3 separate regions of the Mus musculus genome follow, and regions 1 and 2 are each linked to region 3. Evidence: chromatin contacts called from public promoter capture Hi-C data. All regions are on one chromosome and are shown on one strand. The core of a region is the stretch at or near the end of the contact, and the rest is flanking DNA. Distances in the headings are between cores, read along the strand shown.

Region 1 (4,155 bases), core at 741-3,240, 2.4 Mb before region 3:
CCTCTGGAAGAGCAGTCAGTGCTCTTAGCAGTCAGTCCACTGAGCCATCTCTCCAACCCCCTCTGGTAGCCTTTTTACCCATGAATATATAAAAGAAAACCCCATGGAGTGAGGCAGATATATTAATACAGGTCTATAATTCTAGCTACTTGGGAGGTCCATGGTAGAGAATAACAAGATCAAGGCTACTATCAGGGATCATTCAGCAAGACCCTTTCTCGAATTAAACGGGAGGTGGGAGATGGATTAGCTCAGTGGTGAGAACATTTGTCTAGAATTTGTGGTGGTTCTGGGTTATATTAATTAAAAAAGAAGCCCAAGGAGTTTGAGATAGATTGGTTCATCCTCAGTGTTCAGTTAGGTGGGTGCCATCGAAGAGAAGAAAGTTGGATAGGGCTCTGACTTCTTTTTTTTGTTTTGTTTTGTTTGTTTGTTTTTTTTTTGTTGTTTTTTTGTTTTTTCGAGACAGGGTTTCTCTGTATAGCCCTGGTTGTCCTGGTGCTCACTTTGTAGACCAGGCTGGCCTCGAACTCAGAAATCCACCTGCCTCTGCCTCCCGAGTGCTGGGATTAAAGGCGTGCAGCACCACGCCCGGCTAGGGCTCTGACTTCTTTTAGGACCCAGTTACTGGACTTTGAAACGGAAGCTGCATGGACCAACAAAGAAATGTCTTAGTTTTTTAAAATCTATAATGGATATAAAGTGTCATCACATAGCATTACAAAGATTAAACCTGGTATGACATTTAACATTTAACATCTGGGGAATGTGAAGTGCAGTTAAAAGAAATTCATTATTCATGGGAAGATAACTTAATACCTTACTTTATATCATTTTAGAATGATTTGAAGTTTCCCCCAATACATATGTACTATACACAATAAAACTAGCTTATGAAAACTGGGGATTTATAACACTGGTGTCCAAATTCTGGTGGCTTACAACCATCTGTAATGGGATCTGATAACCTCTTCGGGTGTGTCTAAACACTGGCAATTTCCTCAGTTCCGAAATCATGAAATTACTCTGGAGACCCATTCATTCAGCTGTGGCTTCTCCAAAAACCAGGCTAATCTGTGGCAGTATCTGGCTCTAAGAGAGGACACCTCACCTGGACAGGTTCCCCATCACGCCAGACAAGGCTTTCTCCATCGCTTTCCCAGCAAAGATGAACTTCCTGGCCCACCCAAACTTCAGGGATGACCAGTTCTACCCGAAACCAGCAGGTCCACCATCTGTAAGAGAGCCATTTTGATGGGCCTAGGAGTGGAAACCCTCGGCTTTAAGATGTTCTCCATGCATGTGCAGCATCAGAGAAATGGTCAAAGAATAAAGGGAAAGGGGGAGAGGCAGCAGGGATGAAAATACTCAAGTGAAGACGCCGAAGGATAAAGGAGCTTCTCTCAGCAGAGGGCGCCACTCTGCTATCTAGCAGACTAGGGTTTGGTCGTGGGGCGGAGCTTCGCCAAACTGGGCGTTACCCACGTGGGTCCGAAGCTGTCGCCGACCTGCGCAGGGCTGAAGTTCTGCTGCACCGCCTTCTCATAGGGAAGCCTCTCGGGCGTCAGGAAGCTGGAGAGTGTCACCGAGCAGCTGTCCCCGAAGAGCCTGGGCAGGAGCAGCTGATGGGCGCATGCTCGAAGCCGCCCCTGTCCCACCCGTGAGCCAGCGGATGGCTGGGGAAACGCTCTCCCTTGGCTAAGGCCGTGAGGACTGCCTGGCAGCTCAGCAGCACAGACCAACCTCTACCGTTCGCTCCCCAGCCCCTGGCCTGGCAGTGGCGGGAACTTTGTTCCGCGGCCCGGTTGGCCACGGCCTGGGTTTCCCTCCGGAAGGGAAGGGGAGAGCGCGCGGGTGTGGTAGGCCAAGGACCACACCTGCCGCGAAGGTTACAGTCGGTGAAGTAGATCGGGGACACGAACTTCTCCACCCGCTCGAAAGTGGTGCGCCAGTGCTTCAAGAACGGCGCTGCCGCCATGGCGATGCGCCTTCCCTCCCCGGAAGATCCTTGGTGCTGCCGGCTCGTTGCACCGCTTGGAACCAAAGGTTCCGGCATCCAACCAGCTTACAGACCCGAGCAGCTTTTCTGGGAACACCACGGCTTTTGCAAGAGGCTGGCTCTGGGGAGCCTCCCAGTGAAACCCGGAAGCTGAGCCTTCGCGGTTCTCACCTCAGCCTTGCTGTCAGACAGCTGGGTAAATTATTTTAAAATACAATGGTAAGTTTGAGCTGGTGGTGTGGTTCGGTAGGGAGAGTGCTTGCCTAGGATGCACAAAGTTCACAGACCAGGAAGTGTAAATTGGAGTAATCTGCGACAATGTAGCGCCTTTGAGTACAGCCTGAGCTACTTGGTATTCTGAAGGAAGGGCTAGGGAGGGAACCCCTGGAAGGGCATGGGAAAGGTTTAGTTTTCCATTCTCTTCACTTACTCAAGCATTGGTAACTGCATAATATGAAAAGCGCAAGGCTACTTCGGGTGTTTTCAGAAATACAGAAAAGGGGCTTTGCACACCAGTAATCCTCCATTACATTACATGCATCACCGTTGCCCATTACCCCAATGTCCAGAATTTTGATCTAACGCAGGTCAACAAGTGCAAGGAAGTTTGAATGCTAACCTCCAGCTTTAACGTTTGCAGGAGTCTGGAAGAAAATAATACAGGAGGAATCTAACTAGCCTGCTTTAATGGAAATAACCAGGTTTACATTCCAAATGCAGGTTACCCAGAAAAATGATCAAGTAAGAAATATACAATGCCAATTAAAATAACTTGTCAAAACTTGAGCAAAGTCCCTTGTTTTATTGGTCACAAGGACTTTTTCTCCTAAAAGGGCCCTGAAATCTTACCCTGACCTGCAGGGAGGTGCAGTACATAGTACATAGGTAGCAACTGCCAAGGCTGCTGCTGGTCAGACCCATGCTCCCCATCCTTCTAGGCCAGCAGTCTTAAGGAAATAGAGGGGGAGAGGTGAACCATAGCTGAGGAAGCCAGACCCTTTCTTCCTGGCATGCTGCCTCAGCCACTGCCCTACATTTTCCCATTAGGCTTGATTACTTCCAAGTTTCCTTGTCCTCCTATGAGAAAAACACCCTAAAAGCAGGATATGGTGACACACACCTGTATTCCCAGAATTCAGGAGTCCAAGGCAAAATTCATGAGTTTTTTTTTTTTTTTTTTTTCAAGACATGGTTTCTCTGTATAAGCCCTGGCTGTCCTGGAACTCACTTTGTAGACCAGACTGGCCTTGAACTCTGAAATCCCCCTGCCTCTGCCTCCCAAGTGCTGGGATTAAAGGACTGTGCCACCTTTTGAAAACCTAGAAGTCAAATTATTTTTCTTTATGGTGGTGTTGGGGATTTTAAAAACATTGTTACAATTTATTTGGTTGGGGGTGGGATATGTGGGGCCTGGGGCTCAAAACTCAGGTCTTTAGGCTTAGTGGCAAGAACCATACCCAGCTGAGCCATCTCACTGACCCCAGGACTGAGGATTTTTAAATGGAAGATAAAATACCTGGTTATGACTTGCTAGGTGATGGCTGTCGAATTCTATGACAGCTAGTCTGTTGTTCAGAAAGTCCAGGCCAACCACATTTGAGCCCCCACCCCACCCCAATGTTATGGATCACGTTTAAATGTAACTTTTAAGAAGTGGAGTCTAGTGAGATGGATGGGGATACTAGCACAAATAAATGCGCTTGCAGCCAAGCCTGAAACCTAATTCAAGTCCTAGAACTGACTACAAGTTGTTCTGACTTTGACACTTGCACGTTGATGCATATGTGCACACATACAAATAAATGTAAAAAATTTTCTTAATCTTATTTTTTGAGACAAGGTCTTTTTGTGGCCCTGGCTATCCTGAAGTTATGTAGACCAGGCTAGCTCTGAACTCACAGAGATCTGTTTCTTCCTTCTGAGTGCTGAGATTAAAGGCCCACGCTACAATTTTAAAAGCATTTGTTGGTGTATGTTGCTAAGCAATGTAAAATTCATTCCCTTCGAATTTCTACAAATACACTTGACTCTTTGGCTCGGTATCCTGAATTGTAGCCTTATTCCCAGTAAGGGAAATTAGAACTTTGAGAGGGGAAATAGGAGCCTAGGTGCGGTGTGCCTGTGCGTGAGCACAAGAACAGGCACTCAGGTGCCAC
Region 2 (3,980 bases), core at 956-3,455, 2.7 Mb before region 3:
AGTTTAGTGTTCTGTCCTTCCCTCCTCTTCCATTCACGAGAACGACAGGATTCGATTCCAGGCCTTTCCTTAGTTCTCTTAGAACCCTCATCTCTCTCTAGACTGATCTTAGTTCCTGGGACTGTATCTTTCAAGCAGGGTGTGGACATTGTCTGGTATCTTATTCCTCTGCATGAGGCCTGAGGTGGGTAGGCCTTACCAAGGAGCAGCTGGCTGTTTCTCATCTCCTTGCAACAGAAACCCACCTAGGCTAGGGAGACTGGAAAACCATACCACATTGGTTTGCCTTGGACCCTAAGACTTGGTTTCAGGCCACCTTGAGCTTTGATTTTTCAGCTTCTTCCTTGTAAGAGAATCCAAGAGTGTCTGGAAAGTTCCTTTCCTGTTGACTCCCTAGGCTTAGTTGATTCTCTCCCCTACTGTTTTCTCTATGGAGAGCAGTTGTCATAGCTCCTGCTACCCTGAGAGATTCTAGGGCTAGGCTCTTCCTCCTCTTCCCTTCTCCCAGCTCCCTTTCTCTTAGTCCTCTGTTACTTCCAGGAAAGCTGTGATCCAGCTGCCAGCCTAGCATCCACAGCTGTTGGGTGTTACCCCCAGTCAACTTCCTGTCCTATCGGCCTCTCCTCTTTCCTGGCTCACACCTATTGGCCATGCCTGGCACTGCCCTTGGGAAAGCCTGTCACCAGTGTCTGGCCCAGCTGCTCAGGCACTGGGATGCTGCATCTTCAGGCAACTATGCACTTTGATGAGGAGAGAGTGAGAGAGATGGGGCCGGGCACAGATGGTTTGCTTGAGGGGTGGGAGGGCCTGGTGGATGCTGGGAGTCCTCCTGTCTGTCGCCAGCCAGTGACCTGCTTTTGCATTCTCCTGGTGCCCACTGCCCCTTGTTTCTGAGAGACACAAACTATCCCCTCATTGGCAGTTGACCTGCCCGAGCCAGTGTCTATCTGTGTAACTGGATGAATATAATAAAGGGATCATTTGACCCTGTATGTCCCTCTGTGTTACTTGTCTCCATGTGGGTCTCAATGAAGCCTTGATGTGGGATGTGAAGCAGGGTTGTGGAATTGAGTTGAGTGGATCTGTGATGCCAAAAACCATGTATTTTGTGATCCTTCCTCTGAAGCAGCCCTGAGTAGGCCATGAAGTAGTTGCCACAACTACCAGTTAGGAAATAGGAGTGGCCTGTAACACTGAGTGAGGCGCATGGCCTGACTGTGTCTGTGACTTAGGGTTTCCATTGCTGTGAAGAGACACCACGACCAAGGCAACTGTTATAAAAGGATAACATTTAACTGAGACTGGCTTGCAAGTTCAGAGGCTCAGTCCAGTATTGTCAAGGCGGGAAGTATGGCAGCATCCAAGCAGTCATGGTGCTACAGAAGCTGAGAGTTCTATAACTTATTCCAAAGGCAGTCAAGAGAAGACTGGCCTCAGGTGGCTAGGAAGATATATTTGCCCACCCCCACAGTGACACACTTCCTCCAACAAGGCCACACCCACTCCAACAAGGCCATACTTCCTAATTGTTCCTAATTCCCTGGGCTAAGCATATTCAAACCACCATAGCCCTTAGTGTTAGGACTAGAAGACTGGCCTTCCTTAGCTCCCATGGTGGGTCTCTTGAAGCTGATTGAGTGGGCTCAATGAACATGTAAGTTCTTGAAATTTCTGATTGCTGCAGGGTAATGACTACAACGATTCGAATGTGCCTAGGCTTTGCCAAAGATGTGCTCTCTAAGAATGTTGTCTAGATCCTCTGTGATGGTCATCTCTCAAGATTCCTCTCAAGTAGCAATGGGCACGGTAGCACACCCCTTTGATCCCAGCACTTATGAGGCAGAAGCTGGCAGAGTTCTAAGTTTCAGACATGCCAGTTATTGAAAGAGAGAGAGAAAGGAAAGAAAGAAAGAAAGAAAGAGAGAAAGAAAAGAAAAAGAAAGAAAAGGAAGGAAAGAAAAAGAAAAAGAAAGAAGGAAAGAAAGAGAAAGAGGGAGAGAGAGAGAAAGAAAGAAAGAAAAAAAAGAAAAAAAGAAAAAGATTGCTCAAAGTGAGCCTTTCAATGTCGCGGCTCCCCTGCCTAATGTGGCTTTAGCCTTGCACAGGGAGCCCCAATGACTACAACTCCCAGAAGCCACAGAAATAGACCACGACTCCCAGAAGGCCATGCGATCACTCGCTTTCTCTGGAGTCATTTAGAGCCGGAAAGGCGCCTAGATACCGCGATACTTGCGGGTATCCTGGAGCTGGTGAGCAGTGGAAGGGGCGGGAAAGCTGTGTCGGTGGTGCCGCCGGGTGGGGCGGTGGGAGAAGCTCCTCTGGTCGCTGTGGGTCCGCGTGAAGGTCCATGTGTAATGTGTCAGATGTGGGGCTATAGGTGTGACTCCAGTCTCAGAATTGGGGGCTATGCAGCTGCACCGGTGCCCGCAGATATCATGCTCTATCCTTAGTTTAAAAGACACCCACACTTGACGCTTACCTTTGAAAAACTGCAGCATAAGGTGCCCCCCTCCCAAAGATTTAGGACCGCCCCGAAATACAAACTTTTTTTTTTTTTTTTAAATTACGTTTATTTTGTAAGAGGGGTGGCTGTCACAGCGTGCGTGTTGAGGTCATAGGACGACCTGCAGGACTCAGTTCTACCCTGTAAGTCCCGCCCTCATTCAGGGCCTCAGACTTGTCTGCAAGCTACCTTGCTGAGCCAACGTGCCTCAAATTGTATTTTATAATCATAAACGAGAGAAAGGAGAACGCTGGCAGTATTTAGATGCTTAAACCCTAAACTTGCCGAGTGGCATTTCAAATTAGAGTTAGAGCAGTTTTTGTCAGAAAAAAAAATGTCACCGTCACCGACGTTTGGAATATTGGAAGCCAGAACTAGATAGTGGGCAGGAGAGATTCCCAGCTGCAGGAAGTGATGCGTGTTTGGGAGCTGGGGTCTTCTGCTTCTTTCTAGCAGCTGGGAACCAGCAAGGCTGTGATGTATCTTCCTGACACGTGTCCTCAAGAGGTGTACAGATGAAACTGCAGTAACTTTAGAGGCAAACATGCCTACTTCCGGTTTGAGACATCCATTGGAAAGCCAAACATTTTGGCTGCAACCAGCATTCCTTAGGTGCAGTGTGGTCACACTTTCTTGGCTACAGTCTTGCCCGTATCCTGTGGTCACATTTTCTTGGCTACATTCTTGCCCATTCTATTACTGGTAGGTATACATGGAAATTTTATACTTTGTCCTTGATTAAACTGAGAGAATTATAGTCTCACACAGAGGCCTCTTTCTCTGCTGTGTATGTGTTCTCTCTGTGTCTCTCTTAAATTTCTCTCTCCCTTCCCCTCCATTCTCCCCCTCGTTTTTTTCTCTTTCCCTCCCTCTCCTCCCTCCCTCTCCCTCTCAGGGTCTCACTGTGTAGCCCTAGCTACAGGACTTAGTATGTTCGAATCTCAACTCCTAGAAATCTGTTTGTTTCTGCATTCCAAGTGCTGGGATTAAAGGCATGTGCCACCAAACCCTACTTTTTCTTGAAATATACATAAGACTAAGTGTAAGTTCTGTGGTTATAATAAAGGTCAAGTAAAAATATGAAAAAAAATTGTTCCCTGCATATGCAGCTTAGAATATAAGACTGGTCTAGGTAGCCAGCGCATCAAGTGTATCCCTTGTATGTGTACCTCAGTCTATGAGGGTGGGAAGAAAAATTAATCTGAAGTCCAAGGATGGCCAAGAGTGACTCAAGCTCGACTCTGGAGGTTGAAAGGGAACATTGCACCATGTGATAAAATAAGCTTGTTTTTTGTTTTTTTCTTGGGAGGGTCAGTAGTGGTGGGAGAGAATCAGATATTATAATGTTCAGATATTATAATGCTGGACACTTCTGGACCAGCATGATAGGTCAGGGAATGCAAACATGTACAGCCTTATCTTGGTCTGAACCAGTGGGCTCTGTGGTTAAGATGGAGGGTGGTCTACCATCTTAACT
Region 3 (4,271 bases), core at 300-2,799:
ATCTTTTCATTGTCTTTTGACCTGCAAGATCACAACTCTTCCTACAGATGTCTCAGTGATGCACAGTTACTCTGTCTCCCAGATTTGCTCTATAACACACATAGAGGAGATCTAGGAACTTTGATAGAAAAATAATTATATTTTTATTTCTCTTAACTTCTAGCAGAAAGGTGATGTTTTTCTTGATCACATATGTGCACAATAAACCAGGAGGCATTAACAGTAATTGACTTGGTCACTAAATCAAACCACAGTATTGTTCCTATTTTATTACAACCACTGAAGATAATTCAAAGCATTGTGTATGTGTATTGATACTTTGAAATCACAGACGGTATTAGATCTGTTGAGCTCAGGTAGGTGTGTTATTATTTTGCATATTTATGGCTATTTTGATGGAATTATTTCCCTTTAATCCTATGTGGATATTGATCCATTTATAAATATTATTCTGAGGCAGGACTCATAGTCTTGATTGCATGTCAAAGACATTCATTGTACATAAGAGGCCTGTTATTCTTGCTTCACAGTAGACCATGCTAATGACCTCATGTGCTTGGTGCTCTGACAGTAGAGAGGTGAAAGGTAGGGGTTTAATATAGTCTTTGAACAAGCATATCTGGAGTTCACATCATAATTATTCAGTCACTGAAGAGCACACGAATAATTCAATGTCCAAATTCTACTGGAATTCTCTCAGTTCTCTGTTTGGCATCTTGAAACAGCACTCTGAGGTATTTTTCGGCTTTGAGTTTGAACGACAGAGTTATAGCCAGGCCTGGTAGTGCAGGCCTGTCACTCTAGAGATACTGGAGACTGAAGCAATAGAAGCAGGAATCCAAGGACTGCCTATGCTACAGAGTTACAGAGTAAGTTATAGGCCAGCCTAGGCAATTTATTGAGAACTTGTTTCTAAATAAATAAATAGATGGCTGGGATGTAGGCCAGCAGGAGCATGCTTGCCTAGCATAGGCAACATCCTGGGTTTGAATTTATGCGCTATTAAAAAAAAATATATAGGGAATGGCTCAGCAGATAAAAGTGGCCGCCTTCAAGCCTGATGACTTGGGTTCCATTCCTGGGCTCCACGTGACAGAGACAACTAAGACACTCAAGTTGTCTTCTGACCTCCATTTCTACACCATGACATGTGTGCACACTCCCATACGTGCACACAACTTTTAACAATATTAAAATGTGGCACTTTAAAAATTACAGAGCTAGGTTGTTTTAGAAAACCTTTATTGTAATGATTTTCGAGCTTTTTGCTGTGGGAGATGGGGGGCGAGGCTGGGCTGGAAAGGAGAAGGAAAGAAAAAGAGGACGAAGAAAAAGCGGGGAAAAAAAAAAAAAGAAAGAAAAAAAAACAGAAGAAAAAACGAACCCGGGAAGTCATCAGAGAAGCTTTCTGAAGCCTGTTAGCAGCAGGCTGCCCTAGGTACTCCCCGCCCACTCTCCCTGGCTCCACCCTCACCCCAACCCCGCACGCCAAGGCAGCAGGGGGGCGCTCTGCCGGTCCCGCCCGCATCCCAGGAGAGGCCCCGCCCCTTCGTTAGCTCATCCACGAGCGCCACGGTCGTGCTCCACTGACGTCAGGCGTGCTGTGCGGCTGGCTGTACGGTGGTGAGTTGGTGTGCTGGGCAGAGTTGGGGAATGGTGGTCTTTGGTGCTGTTGCCTACTAGGGCGAGAGGGCGACTGAACCGGGAGAGTTGGAGGCCACCACAGCAGGTTTGTTCACGGAGGCTCCAGGAGTCCAAGGGTGGCTTTCGTGACTCTATTTAACTTGGCTAGTCCGCGAGGCACGAGTCCCAAGGGCAGACAGAAGGCCCATAGGTGGACTAATTTTGCTCCCAGATAATGTTTTGTGCATCCCGGAAATGAGGGTTGGCTTCTTTGCGGGGTGGGGAGGGGAGTAGTTTCCCCTTAGATAGAGGACTCTGGGGAGGGGAGTAGTTTCCCCTTAGATAGAGGACTCTCTTAATACCAGTCCTATAGTAGTTAGCCACGCTGTTAGGTAGCAAGCTTCACGTCATTGAACACTAAGCAGAGAGTGAGTTCCTTTTATTTCAAGTACCATGTGGTATGGTGCGTTACAGACGTGCCTGAGAAACTTTCATAGACGCATGGGTTAGTCTCTGGGAAGCCTGAAGAAGGACCTTTAAATCCAGCCCCGATAACTGGAAATTTTCCTAAAGAGAGAGATGGCATAGAGGCCTCTTGGGATTCTCTTGGTTCTGAAATTACCTGTCATGAGACATGTCTTAGTAGTAGGAACTGTGTATTTACCTACGCTTCCGTCAGCTGCTCTAAGCCTCTCTCTTCTAGCCAGAAGAACGGAGCTAGTAAGAGTGCCTACTAAACGGCGTTAAGGAAGGTTCAGTGAGCTAATCTGTATAATAGTTAAAATAGGATCTGATGCAGTACGTCCTCAAAGGTTCAGCCTGATGGAACTGCACACCCTATTTTGAGGGTAGCTTTTTAAAAGTTGACTCCCTATAAACCTTCTTACTTGTAAAATTGTCGTTTTTCTCTATTGCCAAGTGTGAGGTTCGTATGGGCAGAGAGGAGGCAGTATCACTAAGAGGGCTGGTCTTCATGCAGTTTGTGTCTCAACTTGTTTGAGCCAAATTGTCAGGAGAGCTTTCTAGTCTGGGCAAGGTCCTGTTCTTGAGTCACAAATCAGTAACAGTCACAAGTCAGCACACCTGATTAAGATCTCTTAGGCCAGGACTATTTAGAAATCATGTGTCTGTCTGAGTTTCTGTTCTTGGTAAACATTTGTTAGTCTTTGGTTTGCATATTTGAAGCAGGTAGCATGAGCCCAGATGTCTGAGCTGTATGTACGGCCTGTTAAGTGAGGATGGAACTGAGGGGCTGTGAACATGGATTAGAAGACAATTCACACTCTTATATTTGTTAATTTCTAGTTGAAATTTAGCATATTCTCCCATTATGTTATATTCTCACATAACAAGTATTAAATATGACTTTGTTAACGGCTTTAGCGATCACAGGTGTTTTCATATCAGAATGTTGTGATGGGATTGTTGTTTGTTTTGAGACAGGGTCTTGCCAGAAAGCCAGGCTTAGTACCTCCAAACAATTAGGATTACGGAACTGCTGGCAGGATGTTGTTTATGTCCTGAGGTTGCGGCATCTTTTAGACTTGCTGATTCTTATAGAATGTGATGATAAGGAGCCATGTGTGTTTTGCTCTCATAAGTTTGGTTTTCATGTTTTGACAAGATTGTTTTCCACATAGAGCCTATGCCTAGATTCTGTTTGTGAATTTTCATACTCGATTATATTTATTTATAATTTTAGAAGATGTGCAGGGTGTTGAATCTTTTGAGTCACGTGATGCCCAGTTCTGAGTTCGCTTCTGCCTTGTTTCTGCTCTCACTCTATGAGAAAGTGTCTTTTCTCTGGGGTTTAGTGCCATGCCTTCTCATTTTTGTGTTTTGGTTGCTTGTTTGGTTTTGGTAGTGAGCCCGTGGTGAAGGTAACCCTCTGGCATGGTGCCGGAGTGATAGCCCATGTTCTTGCCCAGTGCAAGAAAGCTGTAATGAGTCTTAGAGAGAAAAATAAGTATTTTAGATAAGCCCTGTTTAGGTTGAGTTCAGTATTAGTGAATTACTAATGTATGGTCAAACAGAGTCATATGCAAACAAAACAAAGCAAAACCATAGCATGTGATTACATATTGAGCACTTGACAAAAATGTGTCCCAGAGGCTTTCAGTGGCCTACCTCTGAGTCTCCAGAGGAATGGTCTGATACTGCCCACTAGTGGTAACTTTATAGAACATAGTTACCACAGAGAGTGAGCACATACTAGGTTTTCTTTCTAATGCTGTGTATTTTATGTATTTGAAAACAACCAGAGAGAAGGTTTAAGTTTTGCAAGTCTGTTAGCTAAGTGGTGTGCAAAACATACCAAGGCCTTGGGCACGTAAAGGCACTTACTGTCACGCCTAACACCTACCTGGGGAAGAACTGAGTTCCACAAATTGTCCCTTGACAATTTGTGCAGGTGAATACACGAATGCACACATATCCATAAACTCAATGTATGGGCGTATGTGTGTGTGGATGTTTAATAAATCTAAGGTTAATAAAATTTAAAAAGCTTAATATAATTAAGAACTTTAATGAAATTAAATCAGTTCATAAAATATGTTGAGCCTGTTCATAAAATATGTTAGTCTTTGAAAACTGTCACCAGTTTGTTACCTTGCAGCCTTATTTACATATCTGTAGGTCTCGAAAGG

The links. Promoter capture Hi-C pulls out the DNA fragments that hold promoters and counts their contacts.
Region 1: a promoter capture Hi-C map of liver shows a contact between it and region 3, with 6 times the contacts expected there. The contact joins the promoter of Man2c1 here to the promoter of Wdr61 in region 3. A contact is called at or near these places in 1 of 39 promoter capture datasets (liver) and 1 of 115 datasets of contacts at active chromatin or transcription factors (astrocytes).
Region 2: a contact with region 3 is called in a promoter capture Hi-C map of liver, with 4 times the contacts expected there. The contact joins the promoter of Ppcdc here to the promoter of Wdr61 in region 3. A contact is called at or near these places in 2 of 39 promoter capture datasets (hippocampal neurons and liver).

Annotation. Positions count from the first base shown.
Region 1 is chr9:57,128,612-57,132,766 of GRCm38.p6, reverse strand. It overlaps Man2c1 (mannosidase, alpha, class 2C, member 1), which reads right to left and starts at 1,990. Exons shown (of 26, transcript NM_028636.2): 1 at 1,878-1,990; 2 at 1,486-1,608; 3 at 1,112-1,235. The coding sequence starts at 1,978. It overlaps Man2c1os (mannosidase, alpha, class 2C, member 1, opposite strand), which reads left to right and starts at 1,477. Exons shown (of 2, transcript NR_102289.1): 1 at 1,477-2,218; 2 at 2,640-2,785.
Region 2 is chr9:57,438,339-57,442,318 of GRCm38.p6, reverse strand. It overlaps Ppcdc (phosphopantothenoylcysteine decarboxylase), which reads left to right and starts at 2,205. Exons shown (of 7, transcript NM_176831.5): 1 at 2,205-2,249. It overlaps Scamp5 (secretory carrier membrane protein 5), which reads left to right. Exons shown (of 7, transcript NM_020270.3): 7 at 1-992.
Region 3 is chr9:54,731,827-54,736,097 of GRCm38.p6, reverse strand. Wdr61 (WD repeat domain 61) reads left to right here and starts at 1,549. Exons shown (of 11, transcript NM_023191.3): 1 at 1,549-1,623.